Linked DNA regions of Mus musculus: all the other regions are linked to region 2. The links are chromatin contacts, called in public Hi-C and promoter capture Hi-C maps. All regions are on one chromosome and are shown on one strand. Each heading gives the region's core, a stretch centred on a gene start, on an enhancer-like site or on the middle of the called end of the contact. The rest is flanking DNA. Distances are from core to core; before and after follow the strand shown. Region 1 holds the start of Lrrk1 (leucine-rich repeat kinase 1). Region 2 holds the start of Tarsl2 (threonyl-tRNA synthetase-like 2). Region 3 overlaps Apba2 (amyloid beta (A4) precursor protein-binding, family A, member 2). Region 4 overlaps Fam189a1 (family with sequence similarity 189, member A1).

Region 1 (3,448 bases), core at 582-3,081, 740 kb after region 2:
AAAGAATGAATATATACGATATATCCAGAGCGGAGGGAGGGGCACATGGCAATTTGGACTGTGTAGGAGTTCGTATGTGCATCAGCCCTGTTGTGTCTCAAAAACAGAAGAAGGGAATGGACTGGGCCCACTTGGGGATGGAGCCAACAAGACTACTCTGGGATGATTTCTAGGGTTCTTCTTATTTTTAATATCTCTCTCTCTCTCTCTCCCTCTCTCTCTCTCTCTCTGTTTGTATGTTTGTGTGTGTGTGTGAGTGTGGCGTCCGTATGTGTGTGTTGAGATCATCAGATGACCTGCTGTTGGTCTTTGCTTTGCACCATGTTTGAGACAAGGCTTCTTCTTCATGTTGCCCACACAAAGCTAGCTGACCAGTGAGCTTCCAGGGAATCTCCCATCTTGAAGTGGGGGCATCTGGGATTGCACCTTTGTCTCATCTGGCTTTAAGCGGATTCTGAATCTGAATTCAGATCCTCACACGTGATCAGCAAGTGCTTTGTATACTGAGCCATCTCCTTAGCTGGTTTATTTAGTTAGTTATAATAATTATATCCAAACTATTAAGGAGACTGTTGTAGGTGTGGGGGAAGGAAACGTTTGGCTGACTAGAAAAGCCCCTCTAAGGACAAATTAGGTGTTGGTATGCTATATTCTTCTGGAACATGAGCAAGGACAATGAAAACCAAATCACAGAAAGAATTCAATGCTAAAGTTTTTCAAAGTGTACAAATCGTAGGTCCTTTGATGCTGCTATGTGAGTGTGAGTGACCAACTCATCAAAAATAGGTTATTTGGTGAGAATTTGCTAAGAGAATTTGCCTTTAAGACCCTATCTATCCTGCTCCGGTTTTTGCAGGGATGAGCATCATGTAAGAGAAAAACGTAATGGCCTCAAACTATTAAAAGCCAGACTGAACTGGCTGTCAGCATCCCTAGAGTCTCTCCATTGCTGTCTTTCTTACTGCCCCTCCAGGAATTCTTGTTCTCATCCATTAAGGACTGCCACTGGCTCCAAGCAACAGAGCCCATAGGCAAAGTGATGGGACCACAGGGTGAGAAACATGCCCCACGCGTGGAGCAGGGGAAGACCTCCAGACCATCCAGCACCACCCGGCTGTCCCGCACGCGCGGGAAGAGCCTCGCTGGGCCTTTGCCTCCAGCCACTCGCGCCCACGAACTCCCACGCTTAGACCCCACCCCCACTCCCAAGTTAAAAGTCAGGCTTTTTTTTTTTTTTTTTTTTTTCCAAACGCAAAAGAACTTTGTAGTCTCCCTAGTGTTTCCTACTTTTGTTTCTGAACTCGGCTCCCCGCCCCCGCCCCGCTCCGATCCCAGGCTGGTTTTCGGCTGCCCCAGCTCCCGGGTTCTAGCTCTGCACTCGCTTTAACCCTTCAAGGGGCGAGGGTCGCTGCGCAGCCCAGAGAGGCAGCGAAGAGACCCCGGGCAGCCCGAGTTCCAGACGCCCACCGGAGCTGTGACCTGCGGGTCCCGGACACAGGCCGGGGTCCGGAGCACGCGGTCGCCCGGGGTACGGGGTGCTGAGCTGGGGAGAGGAGCTGTGGGGCGAGGCGAGACGCAGGGCACAAGCAGGCGACGGCGGCTGCACGCGGGGACCCGGGCGCGGGACGGGGTGGTGCGGGCAAAGCTTGGATCTAAGGTGCGGGCTTCGCTCGGGTCCTCGGACAGGGCGCGGGTCGGAGCAGCACTTACCTGCGGCGGCAGGGTCTGGAAGCCGCGGATCGGCGACATCAGAGGGCCGGGGCCTGCCGGTCCTACCGTACTCTGCCCTGCAATGCTCTGGCCGCCGGGGGCCAGACGCACTTCCTCAATCCTGCGGCCGCCTGGCGGGCGGAGAGGGCGGGTGGCGCGGAAGCAGGGCTGTGCCAGAGGGTCGGCCGCCCCGACCTCCCCTGGATGGCCTGCCTCGGTTTCCCTAGCTGCAAGATGTCGGTGACCAAGCTCACTGCTCTTGTGCCTCGGTAGACGCTTGGGTCTTGAAACTTTGTGGACTCCTCTCCAAATTTGAATGCTTTGCTGCCTTCCCTGCGGACAGGCACAGTGACAAGGTTGTGCCTTTCCTACCCTGCTCGAGTAACAGATTAATTTTTATCCTGTTTGCTGGCCATATACTGTGACTGTAAATATTAAGAGAGCGAGAATATTAATGTGTGTGCAGGTCTTTATGGAGCGGTGCAGAAACTACATTTTAAAAGTTGATGTTTTGTAAACTGCGCTTTTTCACCACACGAGTTCGCTAACTTAAATTATGGACGTTTGCAAAGATATTACTAGCTGATGAATATTTTTCGATTTTCGAACTCCGGAGTAGCTGGGATTACAGGAGCATGCCACCCTGACTGGCTGCTTGTGGCGATGAGGTGGAATGTTGTCAGTTGATTCCACTGAAGTTAATAACCAAACGCGGCTATACACTCAGCAGGCAAGCTTCGGATTCCGCTCGTTTTCCCCGAGAAAAGATAATCCTTGGTAGAAAATCAGTACTGGACCGAAGTGCTTCTTACTGGTAAGAATGAATATTCCTGAGACCAAGTGCAAAGAACATTGACAGACCGCCTCACTGGCAGCTCACAGAATTTGAGAAGCCGTGGGCCGCCTGAGATATTTTGGGAACACCTCAAGTGTTTGTTTAGAGTTGGAGTTTGTATCCCTAGTTGGCAAGGCCACAACCTCGCAGCTCTTCTACGTTCGCTCTTCTTTTCCTCCATCGAACACTGTTACAAAAATGTAGGTGGGGTTCTGCAATCCTGTCCTCACCACCGAGGTCCTCAGACCAATTAGCAAGGCCAGCAACATGACTGCTATGGAAAAGTCCCTAATAATTTGCAAGGCATGGCGTCAGCAGTTTGAATGAGCCTGGCTTGGTGGCGCCTTCAGGGCATACATACATCACTGCCACCTAGCGTTACTAAAAGGAAGTCCATGTCTAGAGCCAGGACCAACACACACTAAGAGGACTTGTGTTGCCTATGCTTAAGTGGCAAGAAATTTTCCACTTTAAACAATCTTAGAAATAGGTTAAGAAAAGTGCCCAATTTAAAACAAACAAACGAGCAAACAAAGGTCTGGAATATTCGACACATATATGAGCTTTTTTTGAGATGGCCATATCACAGTATTCAACTGTACCCAGTAGGTGTGTTTTAATCACAAGTTTGCAAAGGAGACAATTACAGAATAGCTAAAATTCCTTCTCACTTCTTTTTCATTCCTGCAGACCCATGTTTTTCTTGGGTTTGCTCACATCCCACCCTGACTTTCAGTCTGAGGTTGGAATTACCCTGTCTACAAAGGGGTCCTCTGATAGACAGTGGTCAGAGGTAGATCAGCCACCCACCTCCCTGAATGAGCATGACACTGCGGAGGCTAACTGTTCCTTTTGTCTTCTGACACTCGATTTTATTCAGCCAAATGCTCACTTTTGTTTGAT
Region 2 (3,529 bases), core at 381-2,880:
AGCTCCTTCCACCTATTCCCCAGAGTTACATTTATCCACCTGTCTGTCCACCTTGCTCACATTACCCAGACTCCATTTCTCAGAGTAATTTCTCACCCTTGAACTATCCCACCCCAAGATAAACCCTATTTTGGAACTCTTATTGCCTCCATTACCTAGATTACATCATGAGACATGTTTGACTAAATGCTACCCTCTGTGCCTTAGTTTCTGCATTATACATGGGTATAATGGTATCATCTCTTTTAATGAAGATTTAAGAAGTGACTATTTCCAAATCGCTTCGTTCATGTCTTGGCACATTCTAGGAACTTAAGAACAGTAAAAGCCAACTTTTGTTCTTGCCACAGGAAGCTTCTTGCTCATGGTTATAAGAGAAACAAAGTCATGTGTGAACTTATTACTGGAGTCTTTAGAGTCAAAGCCTGGCTTCTGGAAGTTTCAACGACATAAGCTCAGCTAACCCTCTGAAACATGCCAATTAAAATGACAGTTAACAATAAAAAGCAGAGAAAGGAGATTTATTCATTGTGGTTACAGTGGGAAGATGAACAGCTACAGGGGTTCAGCCACCTACCCCAAGCCCGTCATTGGGGTGCTAATATGAGGTTTAAGTTTAAGTAGAGGCCAGTGGTGGAGGTGTGGCTCCATCATCGGCTTAGTTCCAGTCTGTCCAGCAATTCCTAGGGCAACTCCTCCCCCAGGGGGCAGCAGGGCTTCAGCCCTTTCCTGCTCCAGGATGAGAGCTTAATTCTTTGCGGACCACTGTTTCCAAAGTCCGATAGCACAAATGTTTCTACTTAAAATAATCTTAAGACAGTTATAAACAGCATTTGCTCTAGACTCAAATAGTGAACAATGTTGTGCTGGCCAGGCTGAAGTTTTTGTAGTGCTCTTCTGTGTGTCCTTGCCAAGTGCCACTGTATTTGCACAGCCTTGGCATGAAGGTCTATTTTCAATGGCCGCTTTTCAGAACCTGTTTGCACAGTGTGGTGACTGCAAGAATTTAAGAGGGGAATGAAAGAAATCCATCAGGCTTTGCTAACGGTTTGGACAATCTGGTCAAGAGACGCACCTCCTCTGGGCTTCAATATCTCAAACTCCAGTTTCATTAGACTGAACACACTTCCAGTAGCACCTGGACATGCCTCCAAACGCTAAAGATGCCCATCCGGTGGTCCCACTCCTGCTGCCTAGGTCCAGAGCGTAGTTCTCAATCCTGCAGTGCACCCAACATTGGCCGTGTTCCTGCCCGTGCTCCCTGCCACACTCCCCTGCCCATTTTCCTTGTTTTATGAAGCATTGCTCAGCCGTCTCATCTTCCCCAGCGATGATGCCGCGCTGTCTCATCGCTTCTCCTCTGAAATGATGCCTACCCTTGCCCCTCCCATCACTCCTGCCCCGCCCTTCATTATCCTATAGCCCGCCCCTCTTCTTTGCCCATCGCCTGGCCTCTGCACAGTTGCCCCGATATGGCCCCGCCTCTTGCCCGTGCATCGCTCCGCCCCATGCAGGGATACCCAGCTCCAGCCCCGCCCCTCTTCCTCCATCGCCCCGCCCCATATAGTGATGCACCCCCACTTCACCCCGCCTCCCGAAGTCCTTCAGCTCCGCCCCGCCCCGTCTCCTTGTCACTCTGGCTGGGCTGGCGGGCTCAGGTGGCACAGGGAAGCTACCATGGCGGCCCAGGCCCTGGCGGCTCAGGCGGTGGCCTCGCGCCTGCAGCGGCAGGAGGAGGACATCCGCTGGCTGTGCGCGGAGGTGCAGCGCCTGAGGGACGAGCAGCTGCGCGGGCCCGAGCGGGGCCAAGCCGAGGGCCCGCGCCTGACACGCGAGGTGGCACAGCTCCAGGCGGAGAACCGCGACCTGCACCAGCGCCTGTGTGGCCTGCGGCTGCGCCTGGCGGAGCAGCGCCGCACCGAGGCCGGGCGAGCGGCGGCGCACGAGGTAACCGGCGGCCCAGGAGTACGCACTCAGCGGGTTCCAATTCTGCACCCGGGTGCGGACAGGGCTGCAGGGTGTGTCCCCGCCCGCGCCCTGCCCACTGCCCACGGCCTGGGGAACCGCTAGGTTTCCACCAACCTCCTAACTGACCAGCTGGTATAATTTCTCAGCTCTTCATTGGACAGACTGCAAACAACATTTTTTCCCTCCAGTAGCAGATCAAACTGAGGTGCATGCCTCTAATCCAGAACTCTGGAGGCTGAGGCAGGAGGATGGCTGAGAATTTAAGGCCCGCCTGGAGTAAATATTGAGAATCAGGTCGGCCAGGGCAATATGAGAAGACGCTGTCTCAAATAAAAACTTTTTAAAAGGCCGCTTCAGTGTTTAAGAGTCACAGTATCCTTGGAGAAGAGGACCTAACAGTTTCTATTCTCTCTGCTGGCTGGTTCTGTGCTATCTGAAGACAGGTTATTTTTACTGTCTTATTTTGGTGGTTTGCTTTGAGGCCTATATGTGATCTGTATATTTAACAGAAGTATTTGATTACAGTATTTTCATGTTTTAGAAGATTATTAAGTAACAAATTAGAAGAATTTTTTTTCTAAGTTCTAAAGGCTTTCTAAAACTGAGGGGTTTTTGGTTTTTGTTTTGTTTGTTTGTTTTGTTTTTGCTCTGGCAACATCTAATGAAATAGTGCAATGAATAAGAGTCTGGTGGCAGCCACAATTTCCAGTGACATTATTTGTTTAAAGTTTAGGGAAGAGTGACAGAGAGACACAGAGACTGTGTGTGTTGCAGGCTATGGGACCCATGGCCTTGTGAATACTGGGCAGTGCTCTATTACTGAGCTACACCCCCAGTTTTAATGTGCTCGGACAGATAGGGCTGAACTCTGAAACCAGATCCCTGAGGGTTATAAGTAGATCCTGGTTCCCACAGCCCAGCCGGGACTCTCCAACCATGGGCCCTGCCGTGAGCTCTCTGGGTTTCCTCCTTCCCCGGGTTTCTCATGTACTGCTCTTGCCTCCCATTATCTTTCAGCCTCCTACCCAAAACCAAGAGAAGGACACAAAGAAGAAGAGGCTGAAGCAGAGTGAGCCTGGCCGGGAGGTAAGTCGCTGCTGTAGAAATGGAATGTTCACTAGTAATCCTGGGTCTGCGGGACGTAGGGTAAGGACATAGTTACTGGTGAAATTGTCTGGACCACACCAGTAACCTCTTAGAGTCAAGTTAGCCACTGGCTCAAGGGCTCTCTACTCTTTTCCTTCTTTCTTTTCTCTTTCTTTTGTTTTAGTTTTTTCTTTTTTTGTTTGTTTGTTTTTTGTTTTTTCTTGAAACAGGCCTTCTCTGTCCCTCTTACCTAAGGTCTTTGAATACTATACCCATGGACATTTCTCTCTCCCACTATTTACAGTGTATCTATGCAATGTTACATGGTGTAGCAAGGCTTTGGCTGTCCTGACACTCTCTCTGTCAACCAGGATGGCCTCAGAGTCACAGAGATCTACCTGCCTTTGCCTCCCAAGGGCTGGGATTAAAGGGTGGGCCACCACCACCCACTTTCTCCACGTTTTTTAAAGGTGAA
Region 3 (3,554 bases), core at 116-2,615, 890 kb before region 2:
AAGCAGCCCTGTTTAGAACAGAGTGGGCATGTGGGACCTTGGGCTTACCTCCACCTCCTGTTTCATGGGTGTGCCCCACTTTGACCTGTGAGCCAGTTACCATCCACTGGATGTCAGCTGAGGAGCAGACTGTGCCCCCACCTCACAGTGGGAGCAGAGTGGGGGGGTTCTCTTAGACTCTCTGGTATCTCAGGACAGAGGCTCCCAGGCACAGCCCCTAACCCCATTTCTGAACAGAATCCCGTACATCCAGCTCCCTACACCAGGAGGCCTGGTTAGCTCATAGCTGCTGTGTCATGGGTGTTGCTCTGTGCCCAGGGTCAAACTGCTTTTTCTTTTCATAGTTCGCTAGCTTGCAACCATCCCCTAGTTTGGCCCTTCTTTGGTCATTTGCATTCTAGCAAGACCCTTTGGTCCCCGAGGAGGGGTATAGCTGTCCTCAAGGATCACACAGGTGAGCATCATAGTGCAAGGTGTGGATGATGCTGCAGTGCACAGAGAGGAAACTTACGCAGTATGGGTGAGGTTTGTAGTATGAAGGTGTGTGTGTGTGTGTGTGTGTGTGTGTGTGTGTGTGTGTGTGTGCTCTCGCATATGCAGCTGGTGGAGAAGAGGTTATGAGTGTCCGGATGTTAGTGTGTCTATAGTTATGGGTAAGAGTGTATTGTGTAGGTGTGTATGATTGTGTCTGTGAGGGTGTGGGTGCTAGTCAGTATAGGTGTGTGGGTAAGAATGCGTGTGAGTTTGTGAAGAAAAAGTGTGTTTTGGTGTATTTGTGGCTATGTATGAGAATAGGTAGGCTAAGAGTGAGGTATTTGTGTTAGTGTTTATGTAGATGAGTGACTGAATCTGTGATATTGTGGGTTAAGTGTGTGCTTGTGACCTGTGCCTGTAGTTGTGTATAAGAGATGGAGTATGCTTGCCGGTTTGTATGAGTGGGGGTGTTAGTGTATGGATGCATGTGAATTTGTGGAGGAGGCTGTGTTTGTGATGTGTGCATAAATGTGTTAGAGTGGGCGTAAATGAGTGTAGGTGTGTGTGTGTGTGTGTGTGTGTGTGTGTGTGTGTGTGTGTGTGTGTGTGTGTGAATGCAATTAGAAACTTACAGGGGACGTGTATGGTCATGATGTATACATCTGAGTATGAGAGTATGCGTGTGCACATGGCAGTCCAAATTCCCATGAATATGGGGGTGTGAGTGTGGGAGTGGGAACTGTGGCGGGGTGGTCTCTGGGAAACTGTGAGTGCTGGCACAGAGTGGGAGGCTGGCGCTGAGCTGGAGAGGCTCTGGCTAGGGGAGTTGCCTGCCCGCTGATCTTTTCCTGGAATTCTGCTGTGGTCCCTGCAGGGCTGCCAGACTCCCTCTAGTGGCCACTGGGTGCTCATGCAGGGCAGATGGTCCAGACTCCCATTTCCTTTGGGCATGGAAGGATGGGAGTTGTTATTTCCTCAGGGGATCCTGGTTTATGTCCCTTAAATCACCTCTCTTGGGGCCACAATGACCAAGTCAGCATCTTTTGACATACCTAAAGGGGCTTGGGGGAAGAGGTACATTCTTTGGACTGGCTGCAAGTGATGGCTAACTCTCAAGGAGGGGACAGGAGGGGGCCATTGGCTGCTTCTAACTAATGGCTTCCAAGAAAGGACAATCCAATTTTCCTAAGTAGACATTCAGAAATGACTGCCCTCATGGGAGTAACCAGTCTCACACCTAAAGAAATCAATCCTGGCCGGGGGAGGGTGGGGGTGGGCCGGGGACCCCAAGAAATGACTCCACCACCTCAGGCCTGAGATTAATTGATAACTAAGGAAACAGCAGAGAGAGGGAGTGTGGCAACTCCCTTCAGCCTGTGGGCTGAGCAAGGCTTCACCCACCCAGCTGGTGACAGAAATGTCTGCCTGCATTTCCCACCAACCCCCAAGCACATTTGGAGAATGAGTCACCCCATTTTGAGACGCCCTCACAGGTTGTGGGTGGGGTAGGTTTTAATTGAAGAATTACGGCGAATGATGCTCCTGAGGGAAAGGCTGTCCTGTGGACTTGTGGAGGAGCTAAAGTATGAACGAAGCAAACATCTGCACGTTTCACCTGTATGAGCTCCGTCCGCAGAGTACAGTCTGGGCCAGAACAGACCTGGAGGCAGCTGAGACCCTGGCAGCTTCTTCCAGAGCACAGCACGGCCCAAGTCCAGGAGCACAACCCCAGTATGGGGAGTGGAAAAGGGGAATCAGAGCTCCCTGCTGTTTGTCTCTCGGGACTCAGAGTCATCCCACCACCCAGGAAGTCATCCCATGGTCTACCCAGCCCAAGTAGAGCCCAAGGGCAACTGGGTTGTTGAGAGTCATTTGTTAATTGAGGGACTCCTTGTCTCTTCAGCTCTTCCCTCGCCCCACATCCTCTTGCCTCATCCAGAGTCTGTGCATCCCCTTCTCAGAAGCACAGCACACTTCTTGCAGCTCGGGGGGGGGGGGGGGGAGGCGGGGGGGGGAGGACCTGTGCCCAGTCACCATCAGAAGTCTACTGTCCCATTCTTTTGGTGTCAGCTCCAGATGAGAGAGAGACAGAGTGTATCAGAAGCCCCGTATCGGAGGGGCACCCACCCTTCTATCCCAGCCTGCTCACTGAGAGCCTCTCGGAGACTGGCACCTGATGCATTCATTTCACTAAGGAGAAGCGGCAGCTGGCTCAGCCTTTCCTCTCTGTTTCCAGATTCACATGAAGACCATGCCTGCAGCCATGTTTAGGCTCCTCACGGGCCAGGAGACCCCGCTGTACATCTAGGTACACCCAACCTCACCGTGGAGCCGGGATACCAGGCAGACCCACCTGGGTCCGGACGAGCCAGAAGCCAGGACAAAGCCCTGACCCCCTGACCCCCTTGCAGCCACCCCAACCAGGACCTCTGGCTCCCTCAAAGGAAGGGTGTGTCCTTGTCACCTAGTTTTTTTGTTTGGTTGTTTTTGTTTTGTTTTGTTTTGTTTTAGTTTTGTTTTCAGTTTTGCTACAACAAAAAAAAGAAAGAAAGAAAGAAAGAAAGAAAGAAAGAAAGAAAGAAAGAAAGAAAGAAAGAAAGAAAGAAAAGGGGGAAAAATAGGTATGTCCTTACTGAAGGAGAGTTGCAGGGCAATCCTTTGTGAAACTTACCAGTCTTCTGCCACATTCTCATCACGGCTGATGAAGGGTGCTCACAGGTAGTTCTGTGTGGTGTGCTGTCTCTACTCCCTGAGGCTATGGAATGTGAATGTGGTGCCCACCCCTCCCGTCTCCGTGGCTGTGAAAGGAGTCCCCCCTGTGATGCAGCTGCAGCCTTTTCTGCCCTTGGCTGTGACCCCTGGGGTCCAGGGGTGTCCTAGAGGGCCCATCTGCTGGCCTTGCCTCCTCTGCACAGGCACAGGGGCAACCTGGCTTCCAGGCTGAGACTTGTGCCAAGTGTGGGAACGTGTGATTGATTGTAAGTATTTACGCAGCAAGGGGATGCTCCCGAGTTAAATAAAAAATCATGGTCACGATGTCAAAACTCCATATTTATTTAGCAAATAATACTGTTTGGACT
Region 4 (3,500 bases), core at 386-2,885, 800 kb before region 2:
AGATCAAAGTTAATGGTGCATACACATTAAATAAAAAAGTTGGGCAGAGTGCCAACTGGTTGCCCTTGGGCTAGGGGGGCAGTTATTCAAACTTAAGGTTTCTTTCACTCCTCAGAGCTGGGAAGGCCACACTGTGCTCGAGGTAAAATATGGGAACGCCACATAATTTTCTATTTCGAGTTTCTTTTGTAAAAATGCTGAGTTCCAGGCCTGTAGGCCTTTGTGGGAGCGCTAGTCCATCAAGATGAGGCCTCCAGATGTCACGAGTCTGTGTCTAGCCTGGTTCGAAGAGACTGTGAGTTTCACTCTACTCTTGACAAGTCAAGTCCACTCTCCAAGCACATTGCCCTGGCAGTAGACACCTCTCCTTCCCTGACACACTGAGGGACCCAGGGAGACAGACGCAATATAGGGCTGTGTCAGTTATAGAGCCTGGATGTCAGTTTCATGCGGTCTAAAAATGAGCCATGACTCCACACAATGAGGGGTCTCCCTCTCCTCCTCCACCTCCACCTCTCTCATAAACATTCCAACAAGCATTAAAGCCTCGTTCAAGGGAGTAGAGAGACAGTTCTACTGTCTTGATGCTCTTCCTGGGTCCTTGGTCCGTTTCCCAGCCCCCCACATAGTGACTTACAACCATCAGCAAGCAACTCCAGATCCATGGGAATCTGACACCCTCTTCTGGCCTCCTCCAGCACCAAGCAGGCATGTGGTGCACAGACATGCATACAAACACAACACCCACACATAAAATAAAATTAGAAAGTAAATTATAAAAGGCCCCTGTTAAACACCCTCCTCTCCAGAAGGCCTGAATACAGCAGTGTCTGGGAGAGGTAGAGAGAAAGGCAACATCACCCTATACCTGCAGCATCTCCCAAAACCCTGAATGGGGAGCTTCTCACCCCACTACATCCCATAGATCCCGACAGGTAGACACTCTCTGGAGAGCACTCAGCTGACAGAGGACGGATGGGGATGAAGTCCCAGCGGGAGTTAAGCAAAGTCCAAAGCCACAGGCAACCAGCCAGAAACTTGGAAGACCAGATAAATCCAGGCTAACAGGTGTGAGCTGGACCACACAGGGTGATGTGGGCTCCCTGGAATGCTAACAGATTTATCCCAGTTCCTGTTGCAAAGCGGAAAGGGAGTTACCCTCTGAGTTCCTCCGTTGTCCTCCCCGGAGCAGCTGTGAGAGGGAGGCTGACAGTCACAGACACGCCTCCTAATTATGCATCTGGTGCTGGCTAGAGACAGAAGGATCTTAGTGTCCCAGCCCTAGAATCACAGAGAAGAAAACCCACCAGAGGGCGGCCTACTGAGCGCGCTGCCCGACAAGCACCGCAAAAGTACAAGGGGACCTAGGACCTGGTGAGGAAGCCAAGACCAGACTCAGCTAGGTCACAGCTGCACACGCCCGGCACCTCAGCTCCAGCGCTTCTTTCCAGCGGTGGCTACAAGGCCTTCCCTTCAATTCCGAGACCACACAAGTTTGCCCCGGGCCTTTCCCAGACACCTGTGGACCCGCGATTCACAGGCCACCTGCTTAGACGCCCCTTATCTACACACATTCTGCTCCCCGCCCCTTCCCCTCCCCCACCACACTTCTCCCCACCTTCTGTCCTTCTCTCCTGGTAGCAATTTGCCTAACACTGCCCCCTGTTGGAACATGAGATTTTTCTGGGGTAGGGGAGTCAGAGCATTGTCTTTGAACCAGGAGCATGCTGGATATGGGGGCCCTCCATGGGTCAGAACGAACCAGTCCAATGAGCAGGAGATAGCCCATCTGGGCAGCATACTGAGAAACACTTACCTGGAACTGTTGCTGGGTTACTGTGTTGTTACTATATTTATTTTGTTAGGGGGTATTTCCTCTGCAAGGAAACTTTTGAGCTTGGAATCAACTTTTGAGTCATCCCTTTTGCCGTGAAATCTATTTGTTCACAACAAGGCAAATTCACTTGATGATAAAGTAAAATAGAATCATATTCTCAGGGGAGAAAACAAAGTAGGTATCATTATAACAAGGTACCAGTGGAAATCAAGCTCTAAATTTCTCATGAGGCCAAAAGAAGCCAAGACTGCTCCTGACCAGTGGTTGGTATACTAAACCATTAAAAAACAACAAAAAGCAAAACCAGAAAAACTTTAGCACTTCTAAAATCCACCATGAAACAAAGGCTAGCAAGACCTCCGGAGCACTGTGCACGTCAGTCAAGCCTCCCTTTACTTTCAGAGCCAGACCTGTCTAACTGCCCCAGCCTGAGGCTGTGTCCTTTTCTAATTTACTATTCAGAGTCATGAAGCTAAATCAGGGTTTCCCTGGTTACTGACAGGCTCTTCTGAAGGATGTGGCTATGTAATTGGTGTTGGCTTGGTTACTGGATGTATTCAGAGCTGAGAGCACTGGTAGTAAATGCTGCTATGAACCTGCAGAAGAAACTAACAGGCTCTGGATAAACTAAGGCAGTCTCAAGATTAAGGTCCTCCTCGAGATGTGCCACTGAGCGCCCCTCCTATGCTCCTGACATCCCCAGCGGCGGTCTATAAAGGAAGTGGATCATGGAAATGGTTAGCTCTGAAAAAAAAACCCACAATCGACCCATGGAACTAATTAGGCAGCTTCAGCCACCTGCTGGACTGTCGCACAGCATTGGCCATGAATATTCTGTCCAGATCACCACTCAGCAAATGTTTCCTGAGCTCTGTCATCACCCCGTGTTGGATACAGACATGAGGAGATTTGGGAGCAGCAGCTTAGAGGACAGGCGAGCAGGCAAGTGAGAATGGTGTAGCCCCAGAGCTGACAATTTTAGAAAGAGAAAGATGGGGGCCTCATGGTTCCTCCAGGCTGAGGAAAGGCAGAGGCTTAGTTGTCTGAGAGATCTGAAGTCTGGGGTTGTTGACGAGCAGCTGGAGAGCTATGCCCATGGCAGGAACCTGGTCTTCTGCCCCAGATGCCAAACTCATGCCGAATCTACTGCCCACAGGGCTATGTGGCTCCGAGTGGGTTCACACACCCCTGCCATGATGCTCTGTGTCCTCCCCATGCCCAGGAACCATGGGAAAGAGGGTAAAGAAGTGACCACCTCCTGGAAACAGTGTTTAGACCAGCTGACTGAACTTCTGTGCAGTGCTGAAAATCACATTTATTTTTGTCTCCCCATGAAGATGTGAGTCATAGAGAACAAGGTATATGATTCCACATGTCTAATCATATTGTGAATTGTAATTATTCTTATATAAGAGATGCCAATAGGATCACATTCAAACACTTCCCATAATTAACCTTACCAATAAAAAAGAAAAATGAGATCTTAAAAACACACTTAAAAAAAAATGTCATCCACTAAAGGACAGACACTTTGTAACTCTACTTAGACAAGTTACCTAGACTGGCAATCACAGGGACAGAGTGCTGGTTCCCACTGGGTGGAGGAGGGGACCCTGAGGTCATTCATGACCATCAAGTTTTGATATAAGATTATGAAAAAGTT

The links. Promoter capture Hi-C pulls out the DNA fragments that hold promoters and counts their contacts. Hi-C and Micro-C count contacts between places; a contact is called where the count stands out from the background.
Region 1: a promoter capture Hi-C map of pre-B cells shows a contact between it and region 2. The contact joins the promoter of Lrrk1 here to the promoter of Tarsl2 in region 2. A contact is called at or near these places in 4 of 39 promoter capture datasets (the C10 cell line, the HPC-7 cell line, liver and 1 more), 1 of 484 Hi-C or Micro-C datasets (B cells) and 1 of 9 other capture datasets (liver).
Region 3: a Hi-C map of cortical neurons shows a contact between it and region 2, with 2.5 times the contacts expected there. The contact joins the enhancer-like site here to the promoter of Tarsl2 in region 2. A contact is called at or near these places in 2 of 39 promoter capture datasets (hippocampal neurons and stem cell-derived epiblast-like cells) and 1 of 484 Hi-C or Micro-C datasets (cortical neurons).
Region 4: a promoter capture Hi-C map of embryonic stem cells shows a contact between it and region 2, with 4 times the contacts expected there. The contact joins the enhancer-like site here to the promoter of Tarsl2 in region 2. A contact is called at or near these places in 7 of 39 promoter capture datasets (the 3T3-L1 cell line, cranial neural crest, embryonic stem cells and 3 more), 2 of 484 Hi-C or Micro-C datasets (cerebral cortex and myocytes) and 2 of 115 datasets of contacts at active chromatin or transcription factors (astrocytes and embryonic stem cells).

Annotation. Positions count from the first base shown.
Region 1 is chr7:66,386,510-66,389,957 of GRCm38.p6, forward strand. It overlaps Lrrk1 (leucine-rich repeat kinase 1), which reads right to left and starts at 1,832. Exons shown (of 34, transcript NM_146191.3): 1 at 1,711-1,832.
Region 2 is chr7:65,643,268-65,646,796 of GRCm38.p6, forward strand. It overlaps Tarsl2 (threonyl-tRNA synthetase-like 2), which reads left to right and starts at 1,631. Exons shown (of 19, transcript NM_172310.2): 1 at 1,631-1,947; 2 at 2,986-3,054. The coding sequence starts at 1,678.
Region 3 is chr7:64,750,361-64,753,914 of GRCm38.p6, forward strand. It overlaps Apba2 (amyloid beta (A4) precursor protein-binding, family A, member 2), which reads left to right. Exons shown (of 15, transcript NM_001291166.1): 15 at 2,711-3,518. The coding sequence ends at 2,782. Among named protein-coding and RNA genes, the nearest start is that of Nsmce3, 120 kb to the right of the region's middle. Within about 2 kb of position 1,366, at least 30 of the 459 cell types and tissues checked have an H3K27ac peak or open chromatin away from gene starts, as enhancers often do. A contact at or near this core is called in cortical neurons and hippocampal neurons, where this site is marked.
Region 4 is chr7:64,838,811-64,842,310 of GRCm38.p6, forward strand. All of the region lies in intron 3 of Fam189a1 (family with sequence similarity 189, member A1), which reads right to left. Among named protein-coding and RNA genes, the nearest start is that of Nsmce3, 32 kb to the right of the region's middle. Within about 2 kb of position 1,636, at least 123 of the 459 cell types and tissues checked have an H3K27ac peak or open chromatin away from gene starts, as enhancers often do. A contact at or near this core is called in astrocytes, cerebral cortex, embryonic stem cells and 2 more, where this site is marked.